Linked DNA regions of Mus musculus: region 2 is linked to region 1. The links are chromatin contacts, called in public HiCAR-type maps. All regions are on one chromosome and are shown on one strand. Each heading gives the region's core, a stretch centred on a gene start, on an enhancer-like site or on the middle of the called end of the contact. The rest is flanking DNA. Distances are from core to core; before and after follow the strand shown.

Region 1 (7,238 bases), core at 3,470-5,969:
TAACAGTTGGAAGAATGTTTTAGAAGGGAATAATAGTGACCCGAGTCTATACTTCTATCCTGTATTGGCGCTGAAGATACAGACAGACAGGCAAGGAGACAGTATTGAAGAACAAAACCATGAGAAAGGAATGAAAGTCTTTCCCAGAAAGGTCAGCTAGTTTCTTATTCTGCTGTGGGCTGGTGAGTCAACTGAGCCACGCTGTGCTCTAGCTGCACCTAGACATCCTGTGGCCAGAAAAATCCAATGATATTTGAGATGGTGTTTTTAAAAAATACACCATGAAACAGTTTTCAGTGTCATATGCTGCACAGATATCACCAGGATTCCTAGAATTTTTATTAAAAATTACAGACATCAGAGTAATAATTCTGTCATATCACCTTGTCTACTAACAAACTTTCCTTTCATGGCCCCAGAGAGCCCAGAAAGTGACTCTTCTACTCCTGCATAGATCTAAAAAGGGCTCCATCTCTGTGAGCCTGACAGTTCCAACTCCAACCCGTGGATAAGAGAGCAGCAGACTCTGAACATATTTACAAAGTTAGGGGTTGTTGCTTTAAGCCATATGATTCATATGTGAGAGCTCTCTGAGTTCTCAAACTTATTTAGCTATCAATTTATTGTATATAATTTTAATCTCTCTGGGTTTTGATATGCAAAATGGAAACAGCACAGCTGATACTTCACAGGGTGGAAAGAAGATAACCACCAGGACTTACAAAGCTTGCTGGGGGACAAGGAGCTTATGTAAATGTCTATTAATTAAACAGTCACGCTGCACAAGTAGGTCAGGCAGTTGCTAAGACTGAGGGAGCACCCCAGCTGGCAGCACTGAGGAGAAATGGGCATTTAACCCTAACTGCACTTGTTGCGTTTTATACAGCATATTAAGTTGCAATATTCCATAACCTAACACAGCACAGCAGCTTCCACATGATCTTCAAAGAATTCTTTGCTAGAACATAAACTTATTAGAAACAGCAGCTAAAGACAAAAACAAGAAAGCGAGCCAATTACTAATGAAGAACTTGTAAAAAGCTAATCAAAGCTCTCATCCAGAGAAAATGAGAAAGTCTGAGGTGCGGAAAGATTTTTTGTATATTGATGAGATTTTTATATAGTGTCACAAAAAGAAAGCTAAAACACTTAAACTAAGACGAAAGACCCCATGTCTCTGTCTGGGCCCCACATCTCTGTCTGGAAGCCTTACTATGCTCCAACCAGCGTTTGCATTAACATCCTCTGTTCTGGTGGAAACACCTATTTTTAAAGATATCTTGGGGGAGGCGCTATCAGAAGATGATCGTGTGGATTTCCAGGTGTCTCTCAACACCCGAACGTGGGGAGGGCAAGGCAGAAGAGTTTACTCAGCTAGAGCATGGGGGCAGAGGAAAATGGAAAACCCAACTATTGTTTTCCATATTAAAGGAATAAACAAGTCTTGCTGGCAGTGGGGTGGTTGGAGGTAGCAAGTTTATAAGGAAACTGACCCAAAGATGTAAGAAAACATTCCCAGGGAGAATAGTCAATGGCAAATGCTAAACAGGGAAAAAATGGGAGGTAAGTCACAGGAGACGTGAGCAGAGAGGGAGCACAGCCTCAGTAGTGAGCAGAGTGCGAGCACAGCCTCAGTAGTGAGCAGAGAGGGAGCACAGCCTCAGTAGTGAGCAGAGAGGGAGCACAGCCTCAGTAGTGAGCAGAGAGGGAGCACAGCCTCAGTAGTGAGCAGAGAGGGAGCACAGCCTCAGTAGTGAGCAGAGTGTGCGCAGCCTCAGAAGTCAGAAGAGTAGAGCAAGTTCTCACAGTGAGTCTCAGGACCATCAGTTACCATGGGTCTGGTCTGTTTGGAGCCCAGGCTGGCCTGTGACCCACTATGCAGCTAGGCTGGACTCAAGCTCCAGTCTCAGTCACAGGCTGGGATCATGCAGGTGCTACCATACCAGGCTCAACTGTTACGTGTTGATCTTGCTGATTCCTGGAACCCACTCCAAGCCTGAGATCAAGTCCAGGTTGATGCTGGTGCCGCAGTAGGTTGAGGCCTGGTAAGGGGCAAAGGTTGGTTTTCCCCAGTGTAACAGAGAGAAGGTAGGGAGATTTCAGCAATGACACTCTGAGTTCAGAAGCAGGGCACAGGCTATCTGATCCCCCGGTAAAATAAGAGGTCTGTCCTGATGGGGCGTGAGGAGCAATGCATAGGATGCCTGGAACAATTAATGAAGGGCATGAATTTGGAAGAGAGAGACAAGGGGGATACGGGGCAGTTTGTAGGGAAGAAAGGGAAGGAAGAATGATGTAATTATAATCTCAAATGTAATTACATGCTGTAATTATAATCTCAAAAATAAATAACAAATAAAAAATATAATACTATATAAAATAGAAGGAAAGAAAGGCTATCCTGACTGTAGCTCTCGCACAGATATGTTCCTGCAGAGCGTGGGTTGTGTGCATATGGTAGGAGAGTGGAGAGGACTGAGGGATGGGATTAAGCGGGGCGGTCCGCAGTCTCTCATCTTTCTCTAGAGGACACAGAGCAAGTGCCGTGCAGCTTTACCAGGGGAGGTCGCCGTCAGGGAGACTGGGGCCATAGGAGTCTTTTGAATGGAAATAATACAAGCAACTGCAAGTACTGAATACTGATGAGGAGACTCACTTACTTTTAATAATTCTAAACAGTTAGCATATAATTATTATTGAAAGTAAGAAAAAAGGCTGGACTGTGGTAGTGCATGCCTTTAATCCCAACATCAGGAGGCAGATGCAGGTGGATCTCTGTGAGTTTGAGACCAGCCTAGTCTACTGAGTTCCAGGACAGCCTGGACTATATACAAAAATCCAGTCTCGGGGGGGGGGGGGATGGTAAGGGAAAAGACATAGAGATGGACGTCAATCATTTTCCCCAAGGCTATCTAGGTTTAGGGGTTGACTTCAAAGTCCCTGATTTTCCTTCCTTTTTCTTCAAAGTTTGCTTACCCCTTAATGCAGAGTTAACGCCCACCTCTTGTCGCCTTCCTTTCTTGTGGTCTGGATCTATTCAATCACACTTGCGGGGTGGGGTACAAAGGTTATCTGCTCCAAGGTAGAGGCGGTTTCTGCAGCGAGTCTGGCATCTACACTGGAGACCCAGCATTCAGAGCTCACCTCTCCAAGCAGGCCCTGATTTCTGTCTGGTGAAGGCTGTTAAAGGGAGAGCAAGTGGGGAGGATCTGAATATGCTGTCCCCAAATACGTCACCTAGCATAAGGTTCCTTCTGCACTAAGGCAAGTAAAGAATTGCTTCCCACTGTTTAAGAGAGGACCTAAGATCTCTCTACGAGGCATTTCCTCTTTCCTTTTTGTTAAAACAATTTATTTAATTTTATTTTATGTGCATTGGTGGTCTGTCTGCATTTATGTCTGTGTGGGGGTGTCAGATTCTCATGAACTGGAGTTACAGGCAGTTATGAGCTGACATGTGGGTGCTGGGAATTGAACCCAGGTCCTCTGGAGGAGCAGCCAGTGCTCGTAAGCACTGAGGCATCTCTCACAGCCATAATAATAAGAGACAGGAAGTCAGCACTGAACTGGTTTGGAGAAACGTCCCTGACTAAAGGATGCTCTTTGGTTAGTTTCTCCTTGTATTTACTTACAAATTTACTGTCTTGGAAAGCCAGGGTTTGTTTTATTTGGTTGTTTGTTTATTCTTGTCACTTGAACATGTTTAATCATTCTCGTTCAAATGGCACCCATAAGCTCCCAGAGATAGCTAGGTCTTTCTATGAAGGCCTCACTCTGCATGTAGAGACTGATTTATAATTACCCCGTTAGCCTATCTTCTTGTTCATCTGGAGGCACTAACTTATGAGGAGGGAGGAAGGATTTACCCCTCCCCTTTCAAAAGCAAGAACATGAGCTGGGGGGCAGAGGATGCTGGGCCTTTCCGGAGCTGTTCTATGGAACTGAAAACCCTGCAGATACACCTGGAATTAGACATAAAGCAAGAGTGATGCCGTTCCAACTGTCCACAAAGGGCAGCTCCAGCATGAGGGCTTCCAACATGTGAGCCTGTGCTGAAACTCCTTCCCATGGTGACTAAGTATAAAAAGAGGTTAATGGGTGTGCAAATGTATATTTAAAAAGAAAGCCATTCTCAGAATACGTGAAAGCTGAAAACATCGTCATTTTAAATTGAGTGTGGCCGGCTGCTCAGCTACAGCAAGAATGTGTTGAAGGGGACAGGTCCTTTGAATTTATGCTCATATCAGAACAAAACTCAGTCAGGTACATAATTTCACAAGAAAAATACTGCCTAGAATTGGTTTGCATTAGTGGTTTTATGTAGCCCAGGTTGTCCTCAAACTCTTTTTAGTTGGAGTTGACTTTGAATTTCTGATATTCAGCCTTCTTCTTCCAAGCACTGGAACTAAGGCATGCACCAACAATTTGCTTCGTAACTCATGATTTTTCTTTATCTGAAGTAATCAAATAATCTGAAAGTGAGCGCATAAAAACAAACATGGGAAGTGTTACCAAAGCAACGGTGCGCCTCCTAAAGAGGCTTCTGTAAAGGCATTAGCACCAGATAGGCTGTGTAGTTCTAAAAGTCTGCTTTAAAAGCCGTGTTTTAAAGCTGAAGAAAACATTTTCAGGAATGAGAAAAGAGCAGGTGGGGTGAGCTTGGGGAGCAGAAACAGGCTGTGTGCCTGGGATATTTCCAGAGAGAAGACACAGAACAAAGTGCAAAGGAAGGCAGAGTCCACGGACTTCAGGCCCTGGGGACGGAAGCTGCCCTCCTCTGCTTAAGTACAATGGAAGGAATTGTGGATAGCAACTCCTGGTAAAAATCTTCAAGATCAGTTTTTCCAAAGCCATGATGTTCTCTTTGGATACATATAATCAGTGTAAATGTCTAATGAGAGAACCACTTAGAGCTCAGGCTCCTGGCAATTATGTGGCTCCTCCTGCTTCTCACCCCATTCTGATAATAAGATGCTCCCCCGCCCCCACCCCCCTTCCTTGGAGCACGTTCCTGGGGATTTTGTTGAGCTAAAATTAGTTTTTCTCTTTAGAAGCTCTCTCAAAGACACTCCAAGAAGAAAATTCCCTGGGATGTGATAAATTCATTGCAGCGACTATGCAACCCCTTCTAATAATGAAAGCTGTTAGGTAAATATCTGAGCTCAGGGAGGTTAGTATGTTCCCAGTTTCCTGACTACTAACAATCAGAAACAAGGTAGCAGAAGCAATGCCACCCACAGCTGAAGCGTGACAGGGTCAGAGTCCAGGCTACAGAAATAGGATCACGGGGAGTTTTAAGTTTAGGGCTTTTGAGACAACTGTGAGTATTTTGGAAGCAAGTAAGTAAAGGATTGCACTGACGCGTAAGTCAAAGGTCACAGTTTCTTCTCCTTCCCCTCTTCCTTCCTCTCTACTCCTGAGACAGGGTCCCCACTATGCAGCCTAGGCTAGCCTCAAACTTGAAGAAGACCTCTTACTCTGGAGAGGGACCACAGGCCTCCATCATGAGGCAGGTAGATTGCAAGCTCAAGGCTGGCCTATGCTACAAAGTAAAACCCTGTGTCAAATAAAAATATTAAAATAGTAATGGTAATAACAAGAATGCTGTAAAGATACAAGTAGAACCTCAGCTCACTTCACAATCACTTTATTTCATCAGAGTAATCTCTGTTGAATTTTAAGAACTGATTTTCATTAATTTTGGTTTCATTGGCGTCTCTACACAAGAAAGCCTAGAAACGCAGAAGAGTTTAGGGTCCTGAAAGAAGACTGGTACAGGAAAGACATGGGCTCTGTGTATTCAATCATGAGATGGAGCCTGATGTAGAGGCTAAGCCGACCATTCTTTTCTCCTTCCAAACTGAACAGTCAAGTTCCATGCAGCCTCAGACCCAGGAGTCTTTACCGATCTACTTACTGGTCCGTAATAGTTATGTACACAGCCAATGAATATGTTTCTGACCAAAACATCCTACTTCTTAATATTATTTCACATATATTATTCTTTATTGTGAATGGTCATTGCAACTTCCCCTACATAATATGCCATCTTGTTACTAAATCACAGTGTATACCACAATGAAACATTTGGATGATTTTCCAGTTTTATATTATTATATGTTGTGCATATATATATTCCTTATGGCTTATCTCCTTAGAATAACATTTATGACTGTGTTAAGACAGTAGGAATATGTGTATTGCCTATCCCTTTATAAGAAGATTCAGTTAACTTTTGTTGCCCTGGTACAAATTGCATTCCAATCCCTGCTTATTTTAAAGTAACACTGTCTTAATATTGCAACTTTGAAATATTTCATATCAACAGTGCATAGAATCTTTCATAAAGCCCTAGGCAACCAGCTTTGGCTTTACGCCACTTTTGACCTGGCCACGGGATGCAAACCGAGAAATAATTGACTTGTTGCAAAATAACAGAGGGAGGAGGGTTGTGCTTGGGGTGGGTCTGACTGTCTAAAATGCTTGTAAATTTATAAAGTACAGTGCTCTTCCTGACTGGACAGGGCAAGAGTCAGACTTTTCAAAAGCAGTATGTTTCAAGGCTCTATGTTCTAAGAATGGGCTTGCATTTTCTGGCACGAGTCTTCTACAAGCTGCTGTTTGAATCTCAAAGGGCCATGGAAATAGGACATAGAAAATCAAATTAACTAAAGCTCATATTTGCCTGAGTTCCTGCATTGATTGGTATTAATATGGCAAGAGTGTTAACATACCCCTCAGGAAAAAAAATCTATTTACCCTGCAAAGGGTCTGAAGAGAAATATTAAAGAAGTGGCTGGTGGGATGGTTCAGAGGCTAAAGGAGCTTGCCACTAGGTGTGACCAGCTGAGTTCGATCCCTGGAACTACACAGTAGAAGGTGAGAACTGACCAGGTGCCCTCTGACTGCACAACCCCCACACAAACAATAATAAAAACAAAAATATAACAAAAAATTGAAACAGGAATATTAAGTCTAAATATCAACCTACGGAACTGTATATTCGATATGCTGACATAAAATTTACCTACAAACAAGGTAGCATCCGAACTTTCATCATGAAGCATAGTGTGTGTGTGTGTGTGTGTGTGTGTGTGTGTATATGTGCGTGTGTGTGTGTGTGTGTACCTAGATAGTATATACATGTCATTTTCAGTGTACTGTAAAACTGATGATCATAAATGAAACTATCGCATAACTCTCTGACATGTGTTCAACTGAAAATAAATACCCACCAT
Region 2 (7,238 bases), core at 3,079-5,578, 800 kb after region 1:
AATATTATTACCTAAACGCTGTGTCTCCATCACCTTACATACCTTCTCCCCTTGGAATGAAAACTAGTCAGTAAAAGGCCTCTTGTAAGTCGAAGACCTCTGTGGGCTCTATGAATGTCCAGTGAGGTCTTGCCTAGGGAGAACTCAGAAGATTCCTAGCAGTGTGGGAGAGCTGAAAATGTCCACCTCCCACTCCCTAAGGTGATGCGGGTTTCTCAGAAGTTATCCTGGTCTAGCTTTGTGAGATTCATGCTGTGCGTGCTCAGATTGATAGCAACCCAAAGACCCAAGAAGACTATATGCATATTTCCAGAATTCTCTCTTTATGTAGATATCTCTTTTCTGGTACCCTATAAAATTTCAGATCCCTTGATCTGTTTGATTTCTGCTTCTTCAACTCGGCAGAACTGGGTGTCCCTTCTGGTACAGACATCTGGGGATTACCTTCAGCATGAAAAGGCAATATTATGTTCTGTTTCTTCTTATCTTGTTTTTGTCTTCTTTTCATGGAGTATAACTCCAGTCTTACCTGCTCTTCCCTAAGACAGTGTATTCCCTATGCCCTGTCTCTGGGCACTTGTCCATTACACATATCTCAGGCCACTGTCCTGGTAGCTGATAGTGTCTGAACTTTACCACTCCAGAGTTGTAGCTATGCTTGTTTGATCTTTTATTTTATGCTTCCTGTCTGTTTCCCTAACATAAAAATCTATGTGGGTGTGGGTTATTTATAGAAGTGAGGAATGATTGGTTTATATTTGGTTCATTATTATCCAGTTCACGTAAGATTTGCCATGCATATGCTAATTTCTGTTTTAAATTAAGTGACTTAAGGTGAGTCATGGGTTATTGGTTCTTTTTGTACATGGTGTTCCTGGTGCGGATGGAGAATTGCATGTACTTTATCATTCATTACTCAGCGCTGAACTGAGATACCCCAGCTTGCCCATTATTCTCAGAAGATAGTGTTGCTTATCTGGCTGAGATATGAGGAGAGTGTTTATTATACTAAATCTGAGACGTCTTTCCTGTGGAGTGCAAGACTGCAGAGTCAGCTTCAGGGCTCTTCACACAGAGGGAGAGACGCCACTGCAGCATCCTCACAAAATGTTTCAGTTACTTGCTGAGTGTCCCGGAAGAAGACAAACGAAGGAAACCAAGCTGCAGCTAACATGGCAACTCTGTGCCCATTATCATGGGGTATAAAACCTAATGACTAAAGGTTTAAAGACTGTGGCAGCTCCTCTCTGGCAGGTATCTTGTTCTTGAGAAAGGATTCACCAGTAATATGATTCTAAAATGCTTATTGCAGCAAGACAAACTTCATTAAGAATTAGAATGTAGGGCTGGCGAGATGGTTCAGAGGGTAAAAGCACAGACTGCTCTTCCAGAGGTCCTGAGTTCAAATCCCAGCAACCACATGGTGGCTCACAACCACCCGTAATGAGATCTGATACCCTATTTTTGTGTGTCAGAAGACAGCTACAGTGTACTTATTTATAATAATAAATAAATCTTTGAACTGGAACGAGCAAGGTCCTACAAAATTCAATCCCAACAACCACATGAAGGCTTACAACCATCCGTAGAGCTACAGTGTGCTCATATACATAAAATAAATAAATCTTTAAAAAAAGAATTAGAATGTAGAACTCCAAATGCAACATGATAAATTTATGATGTATATAAACATTGATGAGCATATACATATTAAAAACGTGCAATATTACGTGTGTTTGTGTGTAATATTACGTTGTGTATATGTAGTATAACCTATGTGTATATGGAAGGAAATTAACCTAGAAGTTAATAAATATTTCCTCTGAGTAATAGATTTATATAACATACTCTAAATAGCTAGATCCCACATATTTTTCATGGTAATTGTGTGTATTCCTAACATCAGAAGAGTTTCATTTGTCCTAGTGTAGAGATTGTCACTGAGATAGTAGTGTCACAGAGATAAATTAAAATGCTTATGTCATTTAAAAACTGAAAGACAAGCTTGGAGACGTGTGTGACGCAGTTGAATCTATTGTCAGGATGACTGACGGTTTGTTTTCCTTCTCTGCAGATCAGTATCAAGGTCATAGTCCAGGACAAGTTCACGGGCATCCAGAAGCTCCTCTGCGTGGCTTTCTCTACGTTTGTAGCTAAACCAGTTGGCAAAGAAAAGGTACATTTTCCGTGTGAACAGATAACTTTCTTGTGAGCCAGGGACAGAGGAACAACTGCTTTAGCGTTACTTTTTTCTTATTGCAAGACTCACTTGCTCAAGATGTTTTACTTATTGATATTTATTGGTATTATTCTGTGTTGACATAATAGAACTGAACAAGAACATCTTGTGAGAGCAATACCTTAAAGAAAAATAAAAGGACCAAATTTAGGAAAGAGGAAAAAAGTGTTTTAAATCATTCAGAAGTCATGTCGACTTCTCAAAAATATCGCTTACCAGTTTAGTTCTTTTTTGGGTTATGGAGTTTAAAATTAAGTTGAACTATTCTTTTTTTTTAAAGCAGGAAAATATCCAGCAAGGAGTTGAAAGTCATGGTCCAGTCACTTTTTGTAGATCTTCAGCAAAGTGTCAAAGATGCTGAGTCAGTGAGCTTAAAAATAAACTTTAGGACAACGGGGCTGAAAACACTCTTCAAAGAAATACTGTATTTTCTTACACTGACCAGCTTCCAGCCAGCCAGAGTCCAGATCTACCTCAATTTAGGATGCCACCATTTCTTTTTATTGCTTCTATTTAGGGGGAATCAACACATTTGAAAAATGTAATAATTCAAATTATTATGAGTGTATTTCACTCAAGAATCGTCAAAGAGTAGGTGAAGTGATTTCTCCTAATCTTTTCCCAATGGCCAGGTCTACTGCTCAGATCTCCCTCGTGTCCCCTATGCCAACGCAGCTGGGACAAAGCCAGGCTTCCACTGCAGCCAGAGAAGCTGGTCACTAACCATGCTCTGCAGCTGCTCCAAACCTGGGCTGATGGCACAGCAGGGCTAGAGCACCGCCATCCCTGGCTGGCAGGTGACCCCACAGAAGTCACCTGGGGTCCTCTACTGTACACCTCATATTAAATGTGCTGCCGGCAAGTTCCCATTGCCCAAGGATGCTGCTGTCCAAACTGAAAAGCACATCTCTTACTTAAATTATCTAGGAGCTAAAGGGTTCTGCAACCCTATAGGTGGAACAACAATATGAACTAACCAGTACCCCTTGAGCTCGTGTCTCTAGCTGCATATGTATCAGAAGATGGCCTAGTCGGCCATCATTGGGAAGAGAGGCCCCTTGGTCTTGCAAACTTTATATGCCTCAGTACAGGGGAACGCCAGGGCCAAGAAGTGGGAGTGAGTGGGTAGGGGAGGGTATGGGGGACTTTTGGGGTAGCATTTGAAATGTAAATGAAGAAAATACCTAATAAAAATTATCTAAAAAGTACACCTTTCTGGGCCATAAATTGGACTTATTAAGTTTATGAAAATCTAAGCAGTAAAAGAGGTCTTGCTTTAGTTTCTTCTTGAAAATCTCAAAATCTTTAGACTTTTCAGAATAAGGGTGTTATGGGACTGGGTACAGGGTTCCCATACTCAACAGCAAATAGATGGATACGTCACTCACTGCTTTACCTGGAAGAAGAGGCCATCTTTCCCCCCTTCAGCCTCAAATCTCTCATTTTAGATTTAGGAACAATCGGAAGAGGCTCAAGCTAGGACATCTCAGTCCCTTTTCTACAGAGACAATGGTGCTACTGTAACTGGCTACTTCAGTCAACATAAACTCTAAAGCACCTTTCTCAGATCAACTCATTTTCCAGTTGGTACTTTCTCATTCGGTAGTGTAGCGTGTAGAGAGATGTGAAAGGCTGTGGTTTGGTCTGTACTACAAGAAATAGCAGGATCTCTGTTCAAAATGAATTCATCCCAGGATAAAACTGGCAATGATTAACAAGATTTGGTTCAGCAGTTAAGTAGGCCAAGTAATAAGAAGGACTCATAATACTGAATGGAAGGAAACGAGACAGTGGAAAAAGGATAGCCCAGCCACCTTCAAAGGGTTTCATCTGCCAGGCAGCACTTGCTCTCAAGTTCCTTTTCAGGCACACACAATGTACTTTGCGGACAAGGACACATCATGATGGATGCAAGGGTCTTCATTTCAGGGGAGCCTAGGTATAATTTCCCAGGCCGCCTAATATATTCTGCTGACCATGCAACCAAACTGTGACAATGCAGAGCTACTGTCATTGTACACATTCCTGACAACTGAGATAGGCAACTCAGGCAGAGTCATGGTCAACCTTCACATGCCAACAACTGAGATAGGCAACGCTGGGAACCTTGAACTTTAAACAGCACATTAAGAGTCACTAGATTTTTCACCCTTATCTGGGTGAAGGGTGAAGTTCAGACTGAAGGTATCTTGGAGCTGCCAAGATCTTTCCACATAGAGTCAGCATGTGGGCATCTCTGGTGGAGCTGGATCCTGGACTCTGTTGCATCCAGGGTTTCTGTAGGGCAGCTGAAGTGTTAAGATAACATATTGATTCTTTGTTTCCCTATTAGAGACTGTTTTGATGATATATCCATATTGGGACTATCTCTTGGTACAAGATAGTTTTCTCTAGAATGCCTTTATTACCTCCCCCTGATGTCTTAATTTTGCAAAAGACAGGAAAAATTATAATAAAAATTCAGTGGCGTTATAATCTCACACCTCATTTATTGATCTCATATTTTATAGAATTTTGTACTCTGTAATTCCACTGAAAAAATTATAAAATGAGAAAAATAAACAAGTGCAGCTTTCAAATGAGAAAGAACAAAGCCCATGTTGGCCTTCTAATTGAAACATTTGAAGAAAGATTTTCGCCAGAATGTTTCATGAAATCACCAATAAACAGTCCATTTACTTGAGTAAAAAAAAACCATATGGTGTGGCATCTGCTTTTGCAAAATTCACATTGGGCACCCATAATTTAAGGAGGCAGTGAATGACGAAACTGAAGATAAACTTTCTTCCTCTAGGTTCACTTAAAACCTGTCCTGCTTCAAACAGAGCAAGAACAAGTGGAGCACAATCTGGCTTCAGAGAGAAGGAAAGTCCGACTGCAGCATGAGAACACCTTCAACAACATTATGAAGGAGAGCAGCAGGTTCAGCGGTGAGTAGGTCTACACACTGGACCTTTCTATGGCCGTGGTGCCGGAAGGGGGCTTTTCTAGAGCACATGTGTAAGACAGGAGATGAAGCGAGCCATTCCTGAGAACTAGAGAGGTTCACAGAAATTCCACGTCTACTGACTCTGAAGGAGGGCACAGAAGACAGAAAGAGAAGGCAAAGGATGGCACTAAGCCAGGAAAGAGTGGGGAGAAGGAAGAGGACACAGAGAAGGTAGATTGTCAGAAGTCTGGACACCTCATGCTGACCTGGAGGTATCACCAAGGTCATGGGACAACTACGCAGGAACCCACTGGGTAGGTGAGAAGATGGATCCAGTTCAGTCTTCATGGCCCTCAGGGTAAATGGGCATGGCTTTCCAGGACAGTAAACTTCATTGTGATTCCAGGCTGACTGGGTTGGTTGATATGGTCATTGCTGAAGTAGAAGTTGGCTTTAAGGAAATAAGAGTGTTCATGTTGATGTTGCTTTTCACGATTCCTGAATGGTGGTATGACTTGCTGACTTCATAAACAGTGATAGCAACTATCAGTTGTGCTTTTGTAAGCAGAAACTTTATCATTAAATTACAGCGCTAAGAAGAGTCTCTTTCTTTACAAAGATGTTTTCAGTTCCAAGATGTGTTTCAAATACATTTTTCCTAAGGACTGAAATATCTGAACTGTGAGAACATCTCTATGTAAGTACACTGTAGCTGTCTTCAGACACTCCAGAAGAGGGAGTCAGATCTTGTTGTGGATGGCTGTGAGCCACCATGTGGTTGCTGGGATTTGAACTCTGGACCTTCGGAAGAGCAGTCGGGTGCTCTTACCCACTGAGCCATCTCACCAGCCCGAGAACATCTCTAAAGCAGACCAGACAACCATTAATAAAAAACAAAGCCAAAAAGGCCATCAAGCCAAGAGCACCTTGTCTTATTACCACAGCAACTCCAGGAAGGCAAATGAGATGACAAAGTTCCTCTCTTCTGCCTCAGAAGATGCTGGTACTTTCCATGGCTCTCAATGAGTCTGTGCAGTCACCCCACCTTTACTGGCCTTCCTTGTCACATAGTCATTGCTTTTTTTAAAATGCCTCTGTTAGCTGGGCAGTGGTGGCGCATGTCTTTAATCTCAACACTTGGAAGGCAGAGAGAGGTGGTGGATTTCTGAGTTCGAGGCCAGCCTGGTCTACAAAGTGAGTTCCAGGACAGTCAGGGCTATACAGAGAAACCCTGTCTCGGGGAAAAAAAAAAAAAAAAAAAAGCCTCTGTTACTGGGCAGTTAAACCACATGAGTTTTTAAGGGAAATGTATGAATAAAGTTATGGAAGAGTCACAAGATTCTCTGGTAATTTTAGAGGAAAGTTCTAAAGTCTGTGTGTATCCAAAATCTTGGAAGAATTTGCTTTACCCTCTCCAGTCATCACATCAGTGTCTCAAGGGTAATGTGTCTCAAGGGTAATTTTCCAGCCTTTTGACTTATGAGAACTCTAGAGCAAGAGTTCTCGTGAGGGAAAAGGCAGCCCTGGGCTGAGCCGGGGATTGGCCAGGCGATCCAGTGCTTGCTGGAGGAGCTGAGAGTGACTGCAACTGTGGATGAGCTCATGGGCTGTCCTGTGGATGTCTGGCCTCTTCACACCCAGCATCAAGAAATAAAGAACACTCAACTGTTTATTTCCATCTAGGACAGATGTATCACTGCCTACATGCTTGCCCATAAGAAAGCAAAAACAATGCAAGAACTTTGCACTTAAAAAATTCATACCCTAGTTGCAGACACATGAGTCATTTTAAAATAATGTAGACAGTGACTGAAGGAGCACAGAGTCCAGATTCTGTGACCCAGTTGGGGACCGAGGGAGTAGCTACAAGAAGGAAGTGGAGTTAGGTAGAAGTCTCATGGCCATTTAGTGCTTGCTTCAGTTTAGAACTAGAGACTGTTTTTCGAGTGTTTCTTACTGATTTAACTTAACTTATCAGAACATAGACTATCCTATATTCTTCTCAATGAAGTAACTTTTAACCTAACTCTGTCATATCAACTTGAGCTTTACTTTGGAAATATTACTAAC

The links. HiCAR-type assays count read pairs that join an accessible place to other places.
Region 2: a contact with region 1 is called in a HiCAR-type map of kidney, with 3 times the contacts expected there. The contact joins two enhancer-like sites. A contact is called at or near these places in 1 of 484 Hi-C or Micro-C datasets (bone marrow-derived macrophages) and 1 of 115 datasets of contacts at active chromatin or transcription factors (kidney).

What each region holds. Positions count from the first base shown.
Region 1 is chr13:90,958,307-90,965,544 of GRCm38.p6, forward strand. The region is part of intron 5 of Atg10 (autophagy related 10); the gene reads right to left. Among named protein-coding and RNA genes, the nearest start is that of Gm46434, 30 kb to the left of the region's middle. Within about 2 kb of position 4,720, at least 12 of the 459 cell types and tissues checked have an H3K27ac peak or open chromatin away from gene starts, as enhancers often do. A contact at or near this core is called in kidney, where this site is marked.
Region 2 is chr13:91,757,888-91,765,125 of GRCm38.p6, forward strand. Acot12 (acyl-CoA thioesterase 12) reads left to right here. Exons shown (of 15, transcript NM_028790.3): 4 at 2,075-2,176; 5 at 5,034-5,169. Among named protein-coding and RNA genes, the nearest start is that of 4833422C13Rik, 20 kb to the left of the region's middle. Within about 2 kb of position 4,329, at least 5 of the 459 cell types and tissues checked have an H3K27ac peak or open chromatin away from gene starts, as enhancers often do. A contact at or near this core is called in kidney, where this site is marked.